Linked DNA regions of Mus musculus: region 1 is linked to region 2. A link is a contact called in public Hi-C data. All regions are on one chromosome and are shown on one strand. Each heading gives the region's core, a stretch centred on a gene start, on an enhancer-like site or on the middle of the called end of the contact. The rest is flanking DNA. Distances are from core to core; before and after follow the strand shown.

Region 1 (5,555 bases), core at 394-2,893, 410 kb before region 2:
AAGAGCAGAACCACCATGCACTAGATTTATTGTACAAACGATGGACCAGATTTGTCTAAATCTTCCAAATTGTCTCCCATTGTTCCTCTTTCCTTTCAGGAATGAGTCAAGAGTATACGTTTAGGAGAGAAAAGAAGAAAGGGCACAGAGTCGGGAGGCTTAGAAGATGGAAGGTTCTGGAAGGAGTTGGGAGAGGGAAAAGTATGATCAGAATATATTGTATGCAAATTTCATTTTCAATTAAGAAAAAGAGAGTTCAAGGAGTTTAGGCTGAGGATGCTGGCACTTATATACCCTGAATCTCAACATGTGCAAGGCTGAGCCAGAAGGATCATGAGTTTGAATTCAGTATGTAGTACATAGTGAAAATTAGTCTCAAACTATCATAAACAAATAAGTAAATACTGATAAGTTATTCTCTACCAGTGAAACAAGCCAATTCAAGCCAAATTAAAATATATAAAGGCAGGTTTATTGGGAGGCAGATCTTGGGCAGATTTACTGGTCCCAAGGAACAAGGCCAGAGAAGTTGCCATGGGAAGGGAGACAGAAAGGAGGGGCAAGAGAAATCGAGAAAGAGCATGTACAAGCAGGGAGAGAGAGAAAATGCAGAGGCGTATGGGAGACCACAGTGTGTGGATTATATAAGGAGAAGCTTCTGGGAGAGGGGAAGCCCAGCCCCTGGACTGGAAGGAACTGTTAACAGGCAAAGGCACTGTGCTTAATTAAAAGATGGTTTTCACAGTATGCCAGACATGCTTGTAACATGTAGGGACTGAGGAATCCTGGGAGAACCTGGAGCCAGGTCCTCTTTGACATGTTAAATAGGCACTTCAGCATCCTTTCTGGGTCTGAAACCCAATATAGGGAAAGAAGGTAAGATCAGGAGTCAGGTATTCCTTGGACTCAATCCATATCAAAAACAGTACTAAAATAGTTGTTCTATCAAGTGTTTGGACATTGGCTCAAGCCACGAAGCAGAAACTTCTAGTTTTTGGTTGTATCAGGTGTTAGCCATTGACTTAGTGCGTCATGGGAATGTCAAGCCCTTCTGGTTTAGGGAGATAAGTAGATGTGCGCCTAGTGGGTTTGCACAGAACACAGAGACCTGAGGGCAGCAGCTTTGCTGCTCATATTCTCACTCCATATGCCTCATGGTTATTAATCTGGAGTGTTCATTTAATATGCCATCTCCAAGGGTCACTTATTCTTTTATTCCCCATGTATATATTTTACTTCAATCAGCATTAAATAGGTTATTATATGCAAGTACCAGTAAAAACAGTCTATTGTTAAAATAAGTCTCCCCCCCCCCCCATCCTCAGTGTGTTTCGACTTGGGCTTAAATCCTGTTTCCCTTGACATTCTTGCACCAGATGTCTTAGGTTTTACCTTAAACAGAAAAGAATTGCTCTTCAGTGGGGCAATTGAGTCTTCAGAAATAGGAGCTTATGTTCAGCTTATCAAATTTGGATCCAGCTCCTCCTCCATGATAATTAACATGCAATGATATTCCCGAGTCTTTTTCCCCTGGCAGGGTCCTGGCAGACTTTTCAAGGTTCAAGCTGGTTCTAAATAACACTAAGATAAATCTTTGCTTTTGTCACACTGTTGAGTCGCTAATAAAGAGAGCAGGCAGGCATTGTGGCGGGCTTTCTTTGGTCAGAGAGCCCTTAATGGTGTGTCAGGATTATATAATTCACCCTCCAAGAGCATCCAAAAGAGAGATAAATTGTTTGGTTGGGAGAAATTAACCGCGGATTGATCCTATCTGTTTTAATTTAACACAGGATGGCTTAGACTACTCCTAGGAGCAGATGGGCTATTGATCTGACAATAGGATAATCAGAGCATCAAAGCTGGGGTGGGAGAGCGAAGGGAGGGGCTTCCGAAGCGCTTGGGACTTTGCCAGAGTATTCCTCTTGGAACGAAAGCCATCTTTTAATTGGGCACGCGCCTTTGCCTGCTAACAGTCCTTATGATCAGTAAGAGCTCCCAAGGACTGGACCTGCATGGAGTTTTCCTGTAAAGAGCTTATGCTGGGCGTGCTGCTTGGCAGAGGGATGCAACTTGGCAGTGGAAGGGTGTAAACTGTGGGGGAAGGAAGGGAGCAAGGAGTTGGATACTGTGCTCTGGGAAGCCGCTGCTGAAAAAAGATGGAGACAGAGATAGCAGAGTTGGAATTAGAATCATCTGGTTAAACTCAGAGGCTACACAGTCTTCCTTTCTGCCTTTTTTTTTTCTTTAAATAAACATTCTATTTTCCTGCTACCAATTTGTTTTACTTCTGCCTAATTTACACATACTACACTTATCAATAATCTTCTCCCTGATCTCAAGGGTGAGGTTTCTTTGGGAGCCAGGTAAAGGTGTATATGGAAGCTGAGTGTCTCCAGGGTGTTAGGGTTGGGGCCATGCCCTTCTTTTGTACCTGCAGTTTTGCTTGTGAGTTAGGTGTCTCCTCTGGCTCGTGGACACTCAGTTAAAAGCTCATGGCCCCAGATGCTCCCAGATGGGTCAGGCAGAGTTCTTGGGATGCTATGGTGACTACTAGGTCAGGATGCCCTGACACATAACCCAGTTGAAGACCCAGCCAAGGCCAAGTATCAAAGGGCAAATGCAGTCCAGGGGGTCAGGGAAAGGGCAAATAAGTCTTGTGAGGGACACTTGGGACTTTGACAAGCTGAGTCTGCCTGACTTTGAGAAGAGCCTGCGTCATTCATGTCAAGGGTCCTCTTTGGGGATGAAGTAGTAGTAGTGGCTGACCATGGAGAATCCTAGTTTGCCCTGGGGTTTGGTCCATTAGTAAAGCTCTGAGGGGTGTCCAATGCAGCAGGAATGTGCAGATCTCTCTCTCTCTCTCTCTCTCTCTCTCTCTCTCTCAATCTCTCTCTCTCTTTCTCTCTCTCTCTAGGTGACAGCAAGTCTTAAAAAACAAACTTGAACTGCTCTTGGTAAGGGCAATAAACGGCAACAGTGACATGTACTTAGGTCTTTTAGTTGGGGACAAGGGGAAATGGTGGTGTAGTTTCTCCCTACTCTCTTCTACCTCTCCTGCTGTCCTACCTTTCACCCTTCCAATCTCAGATTTCCAGTGATCCTCCTTATGATTTAGAGCTAGAAAGGCCTTATGTCTCATCAGGATACCCACCAACATCTCCTAAGTGCTCTCTCCACCATGGGAACCTGGAGAGACTGATAACCATATATCAGGTCACATCTATCTGGAGAGAATTTCCTAACTGTGCTGGCAACAACCACACCCACCCTACTATTGCTGAAAACATCTTGGATGTATGAGGAGAGGCAGAGGGCAGAGAAGCCTTTAAGAGAAAGGAAATCATTTATTATTCATTCAACTGGAGGATCTATTACTATAAACTTCTAGGCTCTGTGGAGTTGGTAGTGATTCTGCTGAGTTTGCATCCCAGAAAAGTGAGAGCAGCTACAAGAATCCATTTGAGATATTGTGTGCTAGGAAGATTTATTTTTTTCAGTTTTTGGTTTCTTAAATGTTTTTAACTGAGATAAACTACATTACCTTTTCCCTTCATTTTTTTTCCCACCTGCCCCTACCAGATACCCTCCTTTGAACCTCTCCACATCACCCAACTCAGGTTGATTGGTTCTTTTATTATTCTCATATACATACATATTTATGTGTGTGTATATTCATAAATACATTTAAATACAATCCACAAAGCCCATTTTTGTTGTTTGTGTGTATATGGCCTTAGGGATGACTGCTCTGTGTCAGACAACCAATAAGGGAGCTTGTCCCTAGAAGAGGCTAATTAGTTCCTTGTATTCCTTTGTCTAGGGGTGTGATTCTGCAAAAAAATTTCCTTCCCCTGTTATGATTTCCACTGATATTACTACTGTTCCTTTCTTCTTTATGCAGCTATTTCTAGGAGAGACTATTTTACAGCAGACTTCCTGGTATTCTGGCTCTAACAGTCTTCTGTAATGTTCCATGAACACTGGAGCTGTGATGTAGCTTTACCCATTCGGACTGAGTTCTTCACCATTAGTTGAGCTCTACATTGTTTCCAGTTGTGGTTCCCTGGGATGGCCTTCATTTTCTGTCAAGACAAGTTTCTTTGAATGAGGGATGGTAGCTATGCTTATCTTTGGGTATAAGGACAAGACTTGGAGTGCATATCATGGTGGCAGAAGCTGATTCTTTTCAGAAGTACATGATCTCACTTGCCCTGGGAAGCTGGCTAGGTTACCAGTACTAGATATGATTTACCTCCTGTTGAGTGTCGACAGCTGTTGGGTGTTGAGTGTGTGTGAATGTGAGTGTGTGTATGTACATGCCACTTAACTGAACCTTTTTGCTCATCTTGTCTAGGAAGACTTTTTAAAGTCCTCATTATAATAAGATTTGAGATCTTCATTTCTATGTCAAAATGAAGCTTTAAAAATAAACAAAGCCCCCCCCCCCCCACACCAAGTACTTCATATATTTCTCTTATTCAGCATCAGTTGGTAGGGGGAGTTTATAAATTTGTCTTTTATGATTTTAATTCAGTTTTAAAGGTATGACAAAAGGCCTCTGATTTAACTCAAATATTTCATTTAGATTTTTTTTTTTCATTCAGCTAAGCCTCCTTTTGCTTTCCTTTTAAAGATGCTCATCTTAGGAAAAGCGTATTTTTTTGATGGCTAAAATGATAATGACTTCTTTTTTCCACCTAAGAGAAATACCAGCTAGAGGAATGCGAGACTCTTGCCATAGTGGAAAAATAATAAAGTATATTAATAGCTGAGCAAATGGATCTTGCTGGGAAACATTTTAGACTTTCAATGGTCTCACAGAGATAGAATGGTCCTTGAACTGAAAGTCTTTTCTTCATTATTACCTTTTAGTTCTTTTTGAAAGAGGACAAAAATGCCTTTCAATTAAAATTGCCAAATCATTTGAAGTTGCGCTTGCGAATGCCTGAGGATCAGAGGCCCCTAGTGTGGGGAGTACCTGAGGCCACATGTTGGTGTGTCTTGTTAGAAATCCAGCTTGCCCCCCCCCCCCTGCTTGCCCTGCAATTTCAGTGTGGTCATGCTAACTGGGCTCAGGACTTCGGCAATAAAATTTACACATGTGTGGTAGATGAAGAGATAAAGACTACATTGGATGGTAAGCTAAGAATGAAGAGATTTTCTATTTGCCGATCCCAAGCAGTTTAATTTAGTGGCAAAGGACATTCAAATCTAATCACAGACCTTTGCACAGAGGTTTCTTGTGCAAATGGAGGAAATGGAGAGCTAGGTACAAGGGGCATAGCAGTTTGGACTCAACTAGGTTCCTTTTGTGTTCCAGCTTTGGACTTGCTGGCTAGGTGGCTTGAGCTGTCTGACCTCACACAGGCTGCCTAACTTGGGTGTCTCCATCTACTCTCTTTAATGAGGAAAATTTAGTACCTGGTGAGTTCCTGGGGCTGGTTTTAAGGTTAATGAGGTCATATATTTAAAGCAAATTGCAGTGACTACTGAATGTTAAACATTATGTAAGGTGGGCTGTTACTAACCCTGGATCTTATTTTTTTTCCTCAAGG
Region 2 (5,055 bases), core at 283-2,782:
GCAAAATGTTCCTTATTTATTCTTTCTCCTCAGTTATAGACTGTACCCTTAAATTATAAGTCTTAATAAGCTCTCTCTTAAGTTACACATCTTTGTTATTTTGTCATGGTAATTAATACAGGTTCAACCCAGCATGTGTGCAATGTTTATAACGGCATGAGCATATTCTTCCTGTTCATCTTTGGCATTAACTGGATGATCTTCCACCCATTCATGTCTGCTTTCAACTTGACTATGGCCCAAGTTTGTTATAGTTGCTGAGACTTCACTTATTTTCCCTGTCTAATAACTTAACTTGATGCAGGATGTCTTCTATTTTCCTTGAGGGCAGAATATATACAAACAGTGATCTCTTCTTTCTATAAGAATCATATTTATTGGCATGACTGGGTTATTATAATAAAACTCCAATAATCTAAAGCATAGTTTCATGAAATGTTTATAAATAGCTATTAAATGTAAACACTGTACTAATTGCTGAAATCATAGTCCTTAAACACATGTATTCATTTTCCCACTTCAGATCTCTCAGACAATCGGAGCCAATTAAAAACCTAAACCAAATTAGGAGCTTTCAAGTGACAGAGATTTGCATGTGACTTGCCCTCCACATCATAAACACTTTTCAGGCTCTAAATATGTGCAGTCTGTGCAAGTATGGTGACCATAGCATCTCTGAGCCCTAATTTCATTTATAAAGCAAATACAAATCTAACTATCCCTAAAGTCATTTGGATTAAGTTATAGTTTCTATGAAGTTCTTGGCTGTTATCAAATCCTCAACAAACAACCCCTTTTTGAATTTCCACTCCCCAACACTTGGCCTACTCATCCTAGCTTCCTGAGTTTCAGTTACATCAGAAAATGAGAGGAGCTCATAAATGAGGAAAACCTCTACACTTTTATCTCATCTGATTTTTACCTATCAAGAATAATTCATAGTTCTACTAATCCATGTTTTTCTAAAGTGAACCCAAAGTTCTTGTATAAATCAACCCTAACCAAAAGCAAAACAGAATAAACAAAGAGAGAAGAACAAAAACAGAACAAAACAAAAGTATAGATTCCCTCCTGATTACAAAGATCCCATGCTCCAAGCTCATCACTGTCTGGGTCACTGTGATTCCTGTTACTAAGGCTACAGAGTCTGTTTACAAGAGGAGCACATCTTTAGCGATTTTAAAAAATAAAATGTAGGGACAGACTGTACTTCACTGAGGGGAGAAAAAACCCACAAGTGCATCTGGGAAGGCTTCGTCTGACAGACCCTTTAATTTCAATAACAGTATCATCTGGAAGTGCAGCAAAAGGGGACTTAATTTCATATTTGGCTTGAAGATGAAAATCTCCACTTTCTTTCATTTGCTAAGAATCCCAGTGCAGCAAAGTATATTTGTAAGAAGAGCCAAGAAGACACAAGGGGTTCTTTTTTTTTTTTTTTTTTCCTCTTGAGTCTTCTGTAGATTTGGATTCATGGGAGTGCAGGAAGGGAAGAACACTTACCAGAGAGCTCTTAGAAACACCCAGATGTGCCTGTAGGAATTCCTGGTCTTGGAGTAATGGGATAGTGAGGCTTGTCCACATGAATAGAGGTTAGATCTAGAATGAGATCCAAGGTTAAAGGTTTATATCAGTGATACAATTATTTGGCACAGATAGCGAACAACAACAAACAAGCTGGAAATCAAAGTCGCTACCCCATGTGGACAGATCTCCTTTCCCATAAGAGTGGGAAGTATTGCTTCACACACTGTCAGGGGGTCTATATCGCCAGGGAAGCAAACTCAACTTCTGCCTTTTCCCTCCCACCCAAGAACTTACGTCTGCTTTTAGTTTATGAGTTAAACGACTTTTTACTTTCCACCTGGTCATCATGGGCTGCTCATATCTGGTTACATCATCTCCATATAGACAGAAGTACTGGAAAGTATGCAAAGAGAAAAAATGAGGCTTTACAAAACATGGCATATAGAAAAACTATAATTTGTGTGAAGGAATATTGCTCATCTAGAACCAGGAAACTTGAAGAAAGCAACATTAAGTAAACAGAAACTACAGGAGTTTGTCCCCAGAAAACCTGTATTATAGAAAGAATGAAAATATTTCTGCCAGAGGAGAAGAATACAGATAGAAATTTGCATCTTCAAGATGGAATGAAGGGTTAGTTGAAGTAGCAAAGATTTGAGTTAAAAATATAGTTTCCTCCAAAATATTTGATTTACTAATGACTATTTAAGGCAAATTTATACCATGGTATAAAAATGGTAATGACCAGTACAAAAATCCAAAGGCAATGGGAAGTAGGAGTAGGTGGTTATAAGATCTCTATGTAATGAACGTAATGAACAAGTGGAAGTGGGCCTTACATTCTTTTTCCCACTCTTAGGGCTCTTTTCCTTTTGTTGGGTTGCTTTGTCTTGCACTTACAAAAGAAAGTTCATTCCCAGATTTATACTCCCAACTTAATAACAGCCTAAATTATTTTCCAAAGCAAGTTATAGACAGCAAAAACTGTCTTCTGACTTAACTACATCATCCTCAAGTCACAAATTCTGATCATTTTATTTATCCAGCTGATGCCAAATACTGATCATGAGATGCAGAACTGTGAATGAGAATTTGAGGTTTACATCTTCTTGTTTTAGAGACATGCTCTCTCATTAAACTTGAAGGTCTCTACTTGGTTAGACGGGCTGACCAGTATGCCACAGGGGTTTTCCTGTCTCTACCTTCCAAGCATTGGAATTAGATGCACACACAGCCACATACAACTTTTATTGTTATATGGGTGCCAGGGATCCAAAATTAGGTAAGCAAGGAAAGGTTTACTGAGTTCCCATCTGTTAGTTTTTGAGATATGTAGTCCATGCTGACTTTGCGTTTTTAGTCCTCCTGACTATACCTCTTGCTGGATGAACATCTGTCACCACTGTTCTCAATTCTCAATTTTTGTTAATACCAGCTGCAAACATTTGGAAAGTAAGCTGAAAACATCAGTTCCATTTACAATACAGTTCACCTGACTCCATGGTTTTTAAACTTTTGTTCATGAAAGTCTTAAATCTTCAACATGTTGCCTCTAAGAGGCCTCAGTACATTTCTTCTCTCCAGGATCTCATTCCAAATATACACAAGAGAGGGTTTTGAGCCACAACTATTCTGCTCCATGCCACAGTCTTTCTGAACCAAATGTACATGGCTGGTAGTACATACAGCCATGGTATCTGTTATACTTTTTTTGTTTTGTTTTGTTTTTGGGGGGGGGGTGTTGTGTAAAGAAGAAATTTAAAGAAGGTGCTAATAGGAAAATCTGATACCAACAAGCACATGTGACAAAAGAAGAGACTTTGAAGTTGTATTTGCTGCTGAGGTTTTAAATCTCTTAAATACTGACTCTAATGTTTAACACTTCAAACTAAAAGTCTAGGTAGATGCATGTACTGTGGACTAAAGAAAGGTCAACAATGATTCTTTACTGAGGGGTGTGTGTGTGTGTGTGTGTGTGTGTGTGTGTGTGTGTGTGTGAGAGAGAGAGAGAGAGAGAGAGAGAGAGAGAGAGAGAGAGAGATGCTGTTTTACAACTTCACATTTTCTTCTTATTAAACTAGAACTTGACTAGAAAACAAAAACAAGCAGGGTTTGATGAGTATGCCTATAGTCTACCGTTGTGCTCAGGGAAGTATGGTTGGCTCGGGTTTTCTCTGATGTGTCATATAACTCTTAAAATTCATTTTATTTTACATTACCTTTTCAAGTACAAAATATATGTTAGCATAATATTTGGGGGCAGAAATCATACAATTAATGGCAGAATGCCAAAATTTTCAGAAGAAAGAAAATTACTGTTGGGTGGTTAAAGTATAAAAAAGAGGAATAATTTCTAACTTGTTTAGGTTTATTTTTATTAGACTAGGCATAGAATGAGAAGAATATGAAACTACTAATGTACCTTTTACTCAAATATCTTCACTAAAATTTAATTTGTATGCATGAAAAATGTGCAGAGGGGCATAGCTTACTCAGCACTGTGCGTGACTAGTATGCAGGAATCGTCCCCAACTTTGCATAAACTGTGTGTGGTGGTATATGTCTAAAAGAGACTTTGGGATACCTAGCTCTAAGTGACATGTCTCCATCAAATCCCAACTCTCAGAGCTCAAGGAACCCTATGGAAGTGGAAAGAGGAGGTGGAAAGGATGGGAGAGCCAGAAGGAATGGAGGACACCAGGAGAAGAAGACAGTGTAAGTCACCTGACCAAAGCCATATGAAATCACAAGGACTGAGGCAGCACAGTGCCTACATGGGTCTTTACCTCCTCTGCTTATTTATTATATTTTTCACTTTCATATTTTTATGGGACTCCTGAATGTGTGAATGGGTGGGTCTCTGATTCCTGTACCTTTTCTTGGGGCTGTCTTACTTGTGTTGATTTGCTTTCTCCAACTTCAATGTGATGGTTTGGTTTTAGTTTATTATCTTTATTTTACTTTATTTTGTAATTTCTTAGAAGCCTGTTCTTTGCTAATGATAGGTAGAAACAGAGTGTATTTGGAGGGGAAAGGATGGGAAGAGAAACTTGGAGGAATAGAGGTAGGAGAAACTGTACTCAGGATATACTGTATGAGAAAATAATGTTAATAAAAGGGAAAATGATTCAAAATATTAAAATGTATCTAAACAGAACACATACAACTTTTTATTTTTGTTATTTCTTAAACAATATATTGCTATACCTGTGATCTTGGGCATTTTTCTTGCTGTGAAAAGACTCCACAACCCAGACAGTGTATAAAGGGAAGTACTTAACTTGAGCCTCATAGTTCCAAAGGGTCGTAGTGTCCCCGACCACAATCATGTGGAGCATGGCAGGCATGTTGTTGGAGTAATAGCTATGAACACACACAGCTGATCCACAAGCAAGATGTAAAGAAGACAGGCAGAGAAAATCGAAATTGGGAATGGCTTTGGTTTCAGAAACCTTAAAGCCAACCTCAGTTAGCATACCTTTGCCAACAAGACCATACCCTGCAATCCTTCCCAAACTGTGGATCAAG

The links. A called contact is a pair of places that touch in the nucleus more often than the background predicts.
Region 1: a Hi-C map of uterus shows a contact between it and region 2, with 6 times the contacts expected there. The contact joins two enhancer-like sites. A contact is called at or near these places in 2 of 484 Hi-C or Micro-C datasets (both in uterus).

The regions. Positions count from the first base shown.
Region 1 is chr15:63,528,924-63,534,478 of GRCm38.p6, reverse strand. No RefSeq gene overlaps it. Among named protein-coding and RNA genes, the nearest start is that of Gm25702, 50 kb to the right of the region's middle. Within about 2 kb of position 1,643, at least 28 of the 459 cell types and tissues checked have an H3K27ac peak or open chromatin away from gene starts, as enhancers often do. A contact at or near this core is called in uterus, where this site is marked.
Region 2 is chr15:63,117,923-63,122,977 of GRCm38.p6, reverse strand. All of the region lies in intron 3 of Gm30159 (a long non-coding RNA gene), which reads left to right. Among named protein-coding and RNA genes, the nearest start is that of Gm30159, 25 kb to the left of the region's middle. Within about 2 kb of position 1,532, at least 3 of the 459 cell types and tissues checked have an H3K27ac peak or open chromatin away from gene starts, as enhancers often do. A contact at or near this core is called in uterus, where this site is marked.